Regions from separate parts of the Mus musculus genome. Here region 2 is linked to region 1. Evidence: chromatin contacts called from public HiChIP or PLAC-seq data. All regions are on one chromosome and are shown on one strand. The core of a region is the stretch at or near the end of the contact, and the rest is flanking DNA. Distances in the headings are between cores, read along the strand shown. Region 1 overlaps Kansl2 (KAT8 regulatory NSL complex subunit 2). Region 2 overlaps Senp1 (SUMO1/sentrin specific peptidase 1).

Region 1 (6,025 bases), core at 1,369-3,868:
CTTACTTTGTGATTGTTTACCACAAATGGAAATTTAAGTGAGGCTTCCTGGCCTTAGAGGAGGTGAAAGATTTTTCTGTTTGTTTAGGTTTTTTTTTTTTTTTTTGCTTTTGCTTTTGAAACGGTTTCTCTGTGTAGCCCTGGCTGTCCTGGAACTTGCTCTGTAGAATAGATTTGCCTCGAACTCAGAGACCTGCCTACCTCTGCCTCCTGATGACAGGACTAAACGTGCCGTGATAAAAGGAATTTAGTCCACTCATAGAACAATCTGACTATTAACTGACAGGATTAGATTCTCTTTTTTAAGACCTATTTATTTATTTATTATGTATACAATGTTCCGCCTACATGTATGCTTGCAAGCCAGAAGAGAGCAAAAGATCACATTACAGATAGTTGTGAGCCACCCTGTGGTTGCTGGGAAACTGGGCACCTCTGGAAAAGCAGCCAGTGCTCTTAACCACTGAGCCATCTCTCCAGCTCCAGAATTAGATTCTTATTCAAAATTTAATCTAATTACTCTCTTCTCCCTATATAAATCCACCAGTGTCGAGTTTACGCACATATTACTATAGATGCTAATTCTGAATCTATAAAATAAAAATATTATGGTTGGTTTTAATGTCAACTTGTCGCAGATTAGAATCACCGAATACGGAGCCTCGCCTGAAGACATGTTCTGAAGAAGTTGATCTGACTGGTGTGGGAAGGCCCTCCCCTGATTGTGGGTGGGCCTGGTAGCAGCTCCGATAAAAAGGTTGTTTTGGTAGGACGTTATCTCCCCTTTGTTCCTTCTGGCCTTCCCTCTCGCCATGAGTTTGTTTGCCTGGGATACGGATGATTCTCTCTGATGTCAGAATCAGTATTTATAAGTTGTCATCAAGACTAGGTACCAACAGCTCCCCAGGAACCTTCTGGACCTCTGTGTGCCAGACCAGTACTAAGCCACCCTGCCTTGGGGATGGAGCAAATATCAGCTGTTGAACTGCCCCACCCACCCACCCACCCCCACCCACCCACCCACCCCCACCACCCTCGAGAGACCATTCCTGAGGGACTAATGGGAGGCATTCAGCCATAAGGACCAAGTACTCAGGTAAGTCTCCGCTCTCTGCAATTCTGCTGTTGTTACTGTTTAAAGCCGGGAGGGCAATGTGCAAAAAGGATGACGCACAAGTGACTTAGTCACGTTTGTGAAATGTGAATAGTTCAGGAGAGACACGGCTAGAGACAGATGGTGTGGTCACTGTCACGCACAGCAAAAGTCACCCTCCGCATTCCGTCGGCAGGCTTGGCAAGAAGTACAGGGCACGGGGCCCAGCTGCTCTGTTCAGGTTCCTGGAATTCTCTCAGTGTTAAAAAAAAAAATGTAGATGGAAATTTTGAAGACATAGCCATAACAGAAAGTCCGTTGTGAAAGAGGAATGGAAACCTAGATTTCTCACCAAGAGGAAACAGAGCTGCAGTTCGTGCCAGGGCTCGAGAGGCCAAGGCAAGAAGACAAATGTAGGCTTAGGGGTCACCCGGGGCCACATGACAAGCCCCAGACCAGCAGGGTTACACAGCAAGATCGGGTCTCAAAAACAGCGACAGCTGCAGACCTCTGCATTCCTAACGCTGTGACCCTTTAATACACTTCCTTAGGCGTCCTTCTGTGTAGTGAGTCCTAAACATAAAATTATTTTGTTGCTACTTCATAACTAGTTTTGCTACTGTTATGAATCTGATGTAATGTAACATCTGATAATAACAATGTAAATATCCGGTATGCAGGCTGTCTGATATCTGATATTTAGCCCCTGTGAAAGGATTGCTTGGCCCACCCCCAAGGCTGATAACCACTGGGCTACAGGATCCTCGACACACCCAAAGGGATTTATAATCATTAATTTTGTTATTTTTATTATTTTTTAAAATTATATGAGTATAGGTATTTCACCTTCAGACATGTCTGTGCACCATGTGCATGCCTGATGATCTCAGAGGTCAGAGGAGGGCACTGGACCCCATAGTGTTGTGCCAGGGAAGTGTTAGTGATCCCCCCAAAAAAACCAGACAGGAGCCAATCTGATGTAACTCACAGCAGGGTCTTTATTCGAGCTAGCTCAGGCCTCCCCAATGCACCACCATCACTCAGGATGGTTTTGGTAGTGGGGGAGCCCCGAATGTCTATGAAGCAAGACTTTAGAGTAAGCAGCAAGCAGGGAGTGTGTGTGCAAGCATCTCATTGGCAAGCTCCTGTGGCCTTTAGCATAATTGGCTGGTGCTGGGAGTCACATCATAAACTTAGATTCTGCTCCCCTCTGCATTGGTGGTCGTTAGGCAGGGGGTGGGCTTGTAACCTGGGGGTGCAGGTTTGTTGGGGGAATAACCTGGAAATGCTGGTCTTGTTGGGGATTACCCTAGAGACTAGAGCTAGGCTCGGGTTTTGTTGGGGGGCAACTTGGAAACTCATGCTAGGTACCAGCCTGTCAGTTTACCTGAGTTCAAACTCAGGTCAGGGTCTCTAAAATGGAGTCTGAACTTACAAGATTTGGCCTCTCACTAGAACTGAAGTTACAGACAGTTGTAGGTCACGTGGGTCCTCCGGAAAAAAGTAAAGTGCTTCTAACCACGAAGCCATCTCCCCAGCTCTGCTAACCACGAAGCCATCTCCCCAGCTCTGCTAACCACGAAGCCATCTCCCCAGCTCTGCTAACCACGAAGCCATCTCCCCAGCTCTGGGGTGGTTAATCTTGTCACTTGTTTGGCTTGAGAAAAAGCCAAGAGAATATGCGTGGAGGTGTCACCAGAAGACACTTCTAGATGTGATTAGATCACAAGGATTCTGACTAGATTAACAGGTCATCTCTGACCAAACGATGGAGCCATAGTCTTATGACACAATTGGGAGACGGGGCCTACTTGAAGAGTTGGGTCCCCGGGGTGTGCACTTGGGGCTATATCTTGCCCTGGGTCCCTCCTATGCTCCCTTTGTCTGGTCCCTGGCCACCACGATGTGAGCTGCTCTGATTCTACACATCTCTGCCGACATCTCTAAGACGGTGAGCATCCTTCCTGCCTTAGGTTGCTCTGACAGCTGCTTCTGCTACAGTGGTGCACAAGTCACTGATGCAGGCTCCTTGGTTGGGGCTTGGTCTTGCACACTGTATATTCTAGATGCTGCTGACTTCTGGGCACAGAGATGTTAAAGTGATTTTTTATTCTCCTGTAGTCATGGTTGTCTTGGAGGCTTTCTGCCTCTGTCTGCTAACCTAGGCCTAGTCCTGGAAGCTTCTAGCTGCCATACAATCTTATCTAAGCCTAGGACATGTCAGTCTCTGGCACTTACCGCTAAATAAGCTCACCCTCCCTTGTTCCTTCTGATCTCTGACTGGCTGCTTCAACTCAGCTGTTCTGGCTCAAACTCCTCTCCAAGCTGACTGATTCAATCCACTTCTCTCTTGACATCTGACTTTTTGCTCTGCTTGGCCTCAAACTAACTCTAGCAATCTGTTCTAATCCTCTGGCTCCTTCTCAGTCTCTGGCTTGTTCTGTCTTCACCCGTGTCCTCTCTCTGTGACCTGTCACTGTAAAGCTCTCCCAGGAAAACTGCCTCTTCTTCTTCCTCCTCCTCTTTTTCCTTTTTCTGCACTTTCCTCTGAAGTAGCCTCCCTTTCCTTTCTCTTCTCATGAGAGCTGGGCGTATTCTATTCTGGCAAATCTCTCTGATTCGTCACTTTGTCTGCCACTCAATTAAACACCACTTTCAAACAAGGGTGCTTCCTTCTACAAACCAACTTTACTTTCATTGTTTGGGATTAAAGGTGTGTGCTAAGGGCTGAGCCACACCCTAACTAGAGGAGAAGAGGTTAGAGAGCCCTCGTGGACAGACCAAGATGTGGCCATGAGGCAGAGGGTCCAGGAGATGTCATGATGAGCAGGTCACCAAGGGACTCGCCATGGGGACTCACGTGGAGCAGAGCAAGCCAGGGAGAAGCTCAGAAGGAAGATAAAGAACCGAGTGGCTAAGCAGTAGCCTGGAGGGTTAGAGTGGACGACATCTTCCCAGCCTAGACTTCCAACTTACTAAATAACTTAATGGGTCTTTATGTCCTTGACTTGGAGGTAGAACGGGAGCAGATGAGGGGTTTGTGTTTACAGGCTACACTGTTTCAGCCTTATTTTTGACTATTGCCTCAGAATCAAGGGAGAATGCAGTTGTAGTCCAAAGAAGCAGGTATGGAAGAAACAACACTCCTGCAGAGTGAAATGGCCTTGCTAGCAGAAGACTGACAGACTCAGAGAAAAATAAAGAAAAGATATTGCTATACAAAGAGCTAAAGGAAGGGTAAAGCCAGCCTTAAAGGGCCGGGAGTGGGAGTGGCATTGTCAAGACCAGGAAAGGGAAGACTATAAGGAAACGGAGGCTGAGAGAGCAGAGACCAGTGAAGTAAAGGTGACTAGGAATAAAGATGGTTCTGACGCATGCCACTTCCCTTTGTCTAAATAAAAGAATCCACTTGGTCGGGGCTAGAGAGATGGCTCAGCGGTTAAGAGCACTGACTGCTCTCCTGAGTTCAATTCCCAGTGTTGGCATCAGGACCTCTGGAAACCTGTGACATCACATAAATGACAGTGCAACCTACATACCTGTTGCCAAGACAACAGTCACCATATTCCCAGAATCCACTGGGCTCACCTCCCACCTTTACCTGTGACTACCTCTCTCTCTCTCTCTCTCTCCCTCTCTCCCTCTCCCCCCACCCCCTTTCTCTTTCCACCGCCACCTTCCTTGCCTCTCTCTCTCCCAATAAACCTCTTACATGTGGGACTGTTTTGGCCTAGTGTGCTGTGTTCAGACGCAAGCTGCTATTCTAACACATCACCCAGCAACCACGTGGTGGCTCACAACCATCTGTAATGGAATCTGATGCCCTCTTCTGGTGTGTCTGAAGACAGGGGCTGGGAATCAAACCTGGGTTCTCTGGAAGAGCAGCCTGAGCTCTTAACTGCTGGGCCACTCCCTAAGCCCAACAAACTAACTTTACTTTTTGGTTTTTCGAGACAGGGTTTCTCTGTGTAGCCCTGGCTGTCCTGGAACTCACTCTGTAGACCAGGCTGGCCTTGAACTCAGAAATCCACCTGCCTCTGCCTCCCGAGTGCTGGGATTAAAGGCGTGTGCCACCATGCCTGGCTCAAACTAACTTATTTTAAAAGGAGAAAAAAAAAATAAAGCCAGGTATGGTAACGTATGCTTTTAACCCCAGCACTAGGGAGTCAGAGGCGGGAGGACCCGAGTCTGAAGCAGCCTGGTCTACCGAGGGTTCTAGGCCAGCCAAGGCTGAGACTCCACCAAAAGAGGAGAGGTGTTGGGAGCACGGGGGGCGGGGTGGGGAAAGGAAGAAGGGAAGTAAGAAAATAGTTTGTAAGACCGTGTAGGATTTATTTGTGTATTTTGTGTGGGGTGTCTTTTTCTTGCATGGCTAACCAAGTATCAAGTGGGCTTAGACAGACCTGTGCTACAGCCTTGGTAATGCAGAACAGAAATTATAAATTAGAGGGATTATAGCAAGTTTTTGCCTATGCACAGTAGGAATGAGCAATGCATGATGGTGGGGGGGGGGGGAGTTACTTTTCTAACCTTGGGCTGTCCTGAGGTAGCTTACTGAAGTAAATGCTGATTCACAGCAGCTACATCTGAGAAAGTGGCAGCTACTTTGTTACATTCTGAGTGCTTCTAAACACCATGCTATTACAATGAAACAGGCCTTTGAAAAGAAGGTATATGACCAAAAGGCTTCCCAGTCTTGTATTGTTTTCTTAATTACTTAAGGGCCCTGAGCAGGGTTTTAGGTCTCCCCAGCTCAGTCAGGAGTGATATTCCGTAAGATTTGCGCCCATCTCCCTAGCTCCCCCTTGTGGTTAGTAGTGGCCACTGCAGCCATGTTGAGTTTCCTCGGGAGCCCTGGCTGGCACATGACACACCAAAAACATGATTCCGTCCAAGTATTCAGTGAACTGTAGGGTTTATTGGCTTGTTTACA
Region 2 (6,217 bases), core at 2,466-4,965, 450 kb before region 1:
GAGAGAGAGAGAGAGAGAGAGAGAGAAACACGTCTGTAAGTACTCAATGCCTTAACTATACATTCTTTTTCTTTTTTTCCTTTGAACTAGGCTGGGTTCAAACTCACCAGGTAGATGAGGACAGCTAGGTCCTCCTGCTTTGGCCCTGTAAGTGCTGGAATCACAGGAATGAGCCACCATAACCCTAGGGTAGGTCATTCTTCACACGGTAAAACAGCAAGGCCTTAACACTCACATTATTTTGGCAAGTGAGGTTCAGAAGAATAACTTATGTTTACACGAAGGCCAAAAAGGCTACAAGCAGAAGTCAGACCTGACTCTAAACACCATGCAAGAAATAACAAATCCAAACCCTATACTCTGCTCCAAGAATTAAGAAAACTTTGTAGAATACCCAAAGCTTAGAGTAACTATTTGAGCTGCAAAGCAGGGGATGGGCGGATAGGACATTCTATCATCTGCAATCTTCTCCTAAGAGACTGCCACTGTTACCATCCGGGCAGACAAACTGCCAGGGGAGGCCCTGTATGCCCGTGGGATGCTGACAGTATGATCCTGACAGCGGTGTGAGTAACTAACCTACAGAGAAGGAAGTCTGCGGCCTCCAGAAGTGAAGCTGGAGCTGGGAGAGCACGTTCAAACTTAGACTCACACCAGCATCACAGAGAAACCATGATGTTGAGACAAAAACATATATCATATTTACAGACAAACAAGTCTAGTATATCAAGATATACAAAAGGACCTATTTACAAACATAGCTCCTGCTGGGCAGTGGTGGCACATGCCTTTAATCCCAGCACTATAGAGGAAGAGGCAGGCAGGCAAATCTCTCTGAGTTCCAGGACAGCCTAGGATACACAGAGAAACTCTGCTCGGGGGAAAAACAAACAAACAAACAAACAAACAAAAAACCAAACCAAACCAAACCAAACTAAACTAAGTCAAACAAAAAGCAACGCCTCACCCCCTCCCCCAAAAAAAACCCAAAACAACAATAAAGCCACCAAACAAATCTAGCTCCTTTGACTTCCATCAGCTGCATTTGATCACAGACTTGTCCCAGCCACCTTAAGTAACCCTAGTGTCTCTTACTTCATTTTTCTTCACAACACTGATAATCACCACTTTTGTTCACTACTAATCTGTAACCTTATATAAAATGCAGCTCCCTGAGAACAGGAAGTCTTAGTCACTGCTGATGTCTGATGTCTCTACCAATACCCGAACCACCACAGGGTCTCAATAAAGACTCACTAAAGGGAAGAATGTAAGACGTATATGTGAAGGAGTTCTTCTATATCGCACTAAGGCATTCTGCCTTAATGAGGTATCCTTCAGGTAATTTAACTGACTGGCTATTAAATCTCTTTACTGATCAGATATGAATGTTAGAAAGCTAACTGTGGCTGCAGCATGGCGGGCAGAGCATGGACTACTTGGGATGGTGCAAGACAGAAGGAAGAGGGGGAGCCGGGTATGGTGGCGCACGCCTTTAATCCCAGCACTTGGGAGGCAGAGGCAGGTGGATTTCTGAGTTCGAGGCCAGCCTGGTCTACAGAGTGAGTTCCAGGACAGCCAGGGCTACACAGAGAAACCCTGTCTCGAAAAAACAAAAAGAAAAAAAATAAATAAATAAAATAAAGGAAGGAAGAAGGAAGAGAAGGAAGGCTGGATGGAAAGACAACAGGAAGTCACTAAAATAATTTGAAAAACACATGAAAGAGATGTTTATACTATGTTATTGTCAGTAAAGGGGTGGAGTGGGGATGGCCACTGACCCTTTCCCTAGATTTACCTGGAAGCTGGAGTCTGAGATTCTTTCACTTTAAGTAAAATCACAGAGTCTGACCCTAAATAGAGAAACACAAGAGCATTTCATTATGGTAAAACTGAGCACTTACCAGTTCTCATTTAAGTTGAAGCGTCTACATGGTGTCATGTTATACGTCGACGGCAGAACATTAAGCATAGGGCAAACAGCAGCCAGCCTAAGCATACAGTTAAGATGGAAGAGAGAGGAGCAGCTCCACTGTGCCTCACAAATAAGAGCCATCAGAGGCACAAGCACATCTGTCCATCAGCATCTACCCATAGACTGTGCCTACTCTGTGTTCCCTCCTCCTGTCTCTAGGGAACAAGACATGGCACAATTTTTAAGTCTTGAGTTCATAATATAACACATACTAAACTAGGGTTAAAAAGGGAAGACGACAACGACACAGGCAGACTTATAGACCCCATATGGATGTACAGATTTTCCCCCGTGTCTCTGAACACTCACTGAGGGCAGGGCTCCTGACCTTCTCCAGTGCTGGGACTCCGCCCTCACTTATACTAGGGCACGGCCAATGCTATGCCACACGTTGTTCCAGTCTAGCTCCATCTCAGAATCCTACTACATGATAGGTATTTCTGAGGTTGAAGAATTTTTTAATTTTAGATTTTTGGAAATTAAGAGTATTCTCAATAAATTACTTCATAAAATGTAATATAAATAATGTGTAGTTAAATAGTGATATCACCAAAAGTTGAATCCCCAAGTAAAAATTTTCAGACAGTGAGTATAGTAATAGTAATAATAATAGAAAATAACAATAGAAAATCAAATGAACTGAGAAAGGAGATAGGTGCTGTGTATGTCCAAAGAGTCCTACTATCTAATCACTTAATTTAAAACTTGTTTTCCATTATAATCTGAAGACATATTTAAAAATGAGGATTAACTACATCACAGAGTCTTTACCAGCACCAAGGCTTAGGCCAGGTATTTGGGTTAGCTCAAAGTCAGGCAGGAGACTCGTTTCCAAAATGTCTTTAAACTCTGAATTTTGAAGCATCTATCAAAATTAAGGGGTATACGATAAATACTTGATTAATGTTTGAGAGTCCACAGAACTGCAGAGAACCTCCCACGTGCATTATAAAGTAAGAGAAACAAAAAGCAATCCCTGAAGCAGCTGGGCTGAGTGAGCTTTGACTCTTCTCAGGAAGTTAAAACATTTAGCCTAGCATGGTAGAGGATCCTGTAATCCCAGCTCTCTGGGGAGGACTGGCACGAGTTCAAGGCCAGCCTACCACATAGCAAGTGCCAAGCAGGCAGGGCACATACATAGTAAGAGCCCTTTAGAAATAAATCAAATAGTATAGCAAGTCATGGGTGCGTAGGAGAAAGGAGCATCCTTTAAAGAGCAAGAGAGGGGGAGAGGGAAGAGAAAGGAGGGAAGAGAGGAACGAATCTGACCTGGGCTTGGTGTTAGCACGGCTTAGCTACCTGGATCACATGTATTCAATTAAAATCTATTATGTACTGAGTTATATGTACTACAGTTTTGCCTACAACAGATCCAATGAAGAGTTACCTGGCTGTTAGTATTATTTACCTTCGGACTGTGTATTTGATGCTGGTAAGCTATTTGGCTGATGAGGTGCAGCGAGGTGATGGTGAGGATCAGAGTCTTTGGATCCAAAGGCAACATCTGGGGTACCAGATGACAGGGAATGTGCACTGTGGGACAACTGCTCCTGTGCAGTTAAAATGCTGGCAGATCCAGAGGATGACGTATCAGAACCAATGACATGAGATGCACAAGAGTTTCCGTTTCTCAACAGCGAGTCTTTCAAAGAGTTCTTATTGGAACTAAGACACCGAGACCTAGTAAAAGAAGAGTGCAGTTTCAATATCAAGTAGCAAACTGTACAGTTACGTTCATACGAAAGATGCGTTCGTGACTCACAGGCGTAACGGAAAATGTGTGGTGGGTTTCGCTACACAGAACTGCTTCCCTGTGACCATCTGCAGCAGCTGTCTGTAGATCTCCTTCTCTTCTTCTTGAACTGTCTGTAAGGGAGAGAGAGAAAAGATCTTAAACACACTTCTCAAATCGGCATGTAGATCTCAGATTTTCTGCCAAAGCTCTAGCAGTCCTGAAGATAGGGAAATATCATGCATTAATGACTGTGCGTGGGAGATGACAAGCAGACTCAGCTTTCAGAGATAGCATGCTGTGGAAAACCACGGTGGGCTAACAGTGCTGAGAAGGTATTGACTAGGAAACCAGAAAGTCAGAAGCAATTATTTAATCACTCAGATGATAAGGAGTACAAAAATAAGACTTGTAAATTAGAATGCTGAATAACCCCTTGAGTGCTGATGCTGATTACAAAGGTCCTGAGGAGAGAAGCATACAGCCAACTGCCATCAGAGGTATCCTGCAAACAGCTCCTTATTCTACACAGGTGCAAGGACTCTTTAAAGATGGCTTCTATCTCCACCATTCACTTATTTTTCTCTAAGTCTCAATTTAGTATTTAAAAAAAAAAAGCATATAATCTGTAGAATTTACTCACTGAACTGAACATCTACTGTGCTCTAGTCATTTGAGACTCACAAACTGAATAAAATAAATTGCCAGCTTTTGTGAAGTTTATATTATAGTTATTACAAAGACTGTCAATCAAAAACTTGTTCATGGCATGAAGAAACTTAAAGGACAAGGGGGATAAAAGTGATGGAGGCAAAGAGCAAGAAGAGGCACAATCTCTCTAAGATGACCTTTCAGCAGAAACCTCAACTAAGGGAGGAAGCAGATGGGGAGTAGAAGGCTGTGTATACACAAACACCGAGCCTAAGACAGGAAGGTGCTTGGTGCACTCAGGAGTCTTAACATCAAGGACGAGCAGAAAAAAGGAGGTCACAGGGAGGGAGACAAGGCCTCCTGCAAGTGCAAGCATCCACTCTACACACAGCCATGCTGGGCTCACCAACAGACACGGCTTCTTTGCTTTTCTCAGCCACTCATTTTCACAAAATGCATTAGAGGACATATTCAATAGAAGCACTACCATTTTGTGTGATTGTAAAGGCTTAGTAAAAGCAGAATGAACTAAGTAACCAATTCTGAAAGTAAGCAGGCACTAATGTTTCCCTTCCCGAGCCTTTCACTGTTGCTGCACTGTCATAGACATTTCAATTGTGAAGTATGACCACTCCAATCTCCTGACAGTTGACAGCTAAACGATTAAAACAAAAGGAAAAACTAAGCAAGCGTTTGGTGGACAGAGGTCCCAAGGGGTCGGGATCCTGTAGAATAAAGTTCTGGAGCGGCAGGATTTAATTACTGGCCAGAGAGTAGGACTCAAGTCTTATCTCTGACCCCCGACAGTAGGAAAATGTTAAATGTCTTTGTTTTCTGTAAATTACTCTTTTCCTGTACCCTTGCTTCTTTCTTCCTTTTTTCTTTCCTAGACTCCTTTGTTTTAACTCTTCAGTTTTTCTCATGTTTACCTTTACTAACTTTTAAGTTCCCAGTGTATTCTACACTGCTGCTGCCTCCCTCCCTCCCTCCCTCCCTCCCTCCCTCCCTATGTCCGTGGCCTAGTGACTGTCCTTCACTGTTTCTTGTCTTTGTTTTGCTTCTGTGTCGCTGCTGTCTTGGCAGCTTGATTTTTCCCTTCTGGGTGATATGAGGATGAGCCTCCAAGAAAAGGCTGCTCCTCCCAAATAAAACCATAAAGAGATCCGTTCTAGGCTGAGAGCAGACAGAGCCGAGGATGGGCTCTGGCTCCCCAGGACCAGCTAAACGCCATTGGGGAATAGACGGCAGCCTGCCTAGAACTCCAGTGTTCACAAGGTGGAGATGGAATTCCTGGAGCAATCTAGCTAGGCAGACTGGGTGTGCGGGTGACTTGTGAGTTCACCTGGGAGATCCCACGTCAGGGAGTAAGGGCTGCCATGGAGACAGCACAGCCCCACAGCGACCTAAAGGAAAATCAGAATTGTTGTGCGCACGCAGAATGACTACAGTTGGATGTCACTGAAGAGAGGGAGAGAAAGAGAACACTATTTCCAGTGGGCAGTGGTGGTGCACACCTTCAGTCCTAGCTCAGGAGGCAGAGGCAGGTGGACCTCTGAGTTTGAGGGCAGCGTGGTTACAGAACAGCCAGGGCTATACAGAGAAACCTTGTCTCTAAAAACAAGACAAAATACACAAAAAGAAAAAAAAGAGCAAAATTTTCAAAACATGTATGCATTCCAATAAACTGGAAAAATCCAGAAGGAATGTATATATTTTTAGATATTTATATGACCTAACAAAATTGAATGCAGTACAACAATAACCTAGACAGATCAATAATGATACTGAAGCACTAATCAAAGTCTCCTGACATAGAAAACCAGGACCAGACATTGACCAAGAATCCTTCCAGACTTAAG

The links. HiChIP or PLAC-seq counts read pairs in DNA pulled down with a chosen protein or histone mark.
Region 2: a contact with region 1 is called in an H3K27ac HiChIP or PLAC-seq map of regulatory T cell precursor, with 5 times the contacts expected there. The contact joins two enhancer-like sites. A contact is called at or near these places in 11 of 39 promoter capture datasets (the C10 cell line, cranial neural crest, embryonic stem cells and 6 more), 1 of 15 datasets of contacts at CTCF or cohesin (pro-B cells), 2 of 484 Hi-C or Micro-C datasets (the P5424 cell line and granulocyte-monocyte progenitors), 5 of 115 datasets of contacts at active chromatin or transcription factors (bone marrow-derived macrophages, embryonic stem cells, epiblast stem cells and 2 more) and 1 of 9 other capture datasets (embryonic stem cells).

The regions. Positions count from the first base shown.
Region 1 is chr15:98,511,668-98,517,692 of GRCm38.p6, forward strand. It overlaps Kansl2 (KAT8 regulatory NSL complex subunit 2), which reads right to left. Exons shown (of 10, transcript NM_133714.5): 10 at 5,991-6,025. Among named protein-coding and RNA genes, the nearest start is that of Snora34, 5.2 kb to the right of the region's middle. Within about 2 kb of position 2,619, at least 95 of the 459 cell types and tissues checked have an H3K27ac peak or open chromatin away from gene starts, as enhancers often do. A contact at or near this core is called in the P5424 cell line and regulatory T cell precursor, where this site is marked.
Region 2 is chr15:98,063,021-98,069,237 of GRCm38.p6, forward strand. It overlaps Senp1 (SUMO1/sentrin specific peptidase 1), which reads right to left. Exons shown (of 18, transcript NM_144851.5): 7 at 3,738-3,841; 8 at 3,384-3,655; 9 at 1,799-1,853. Among named protein-coding and RNA genes, the nearest start is that of Gm25668, 3.6 kb to the right of the region's middle. Within about 2 kb of position 3,716, at least 23 of the 459 cell types and tissues checked have an H3K27ac peak or open chromatin away from gene starts, as enhancers often do. A contact at or near this core is called in the P5424 cell line and regulatory T cell precursor, where this site is marked.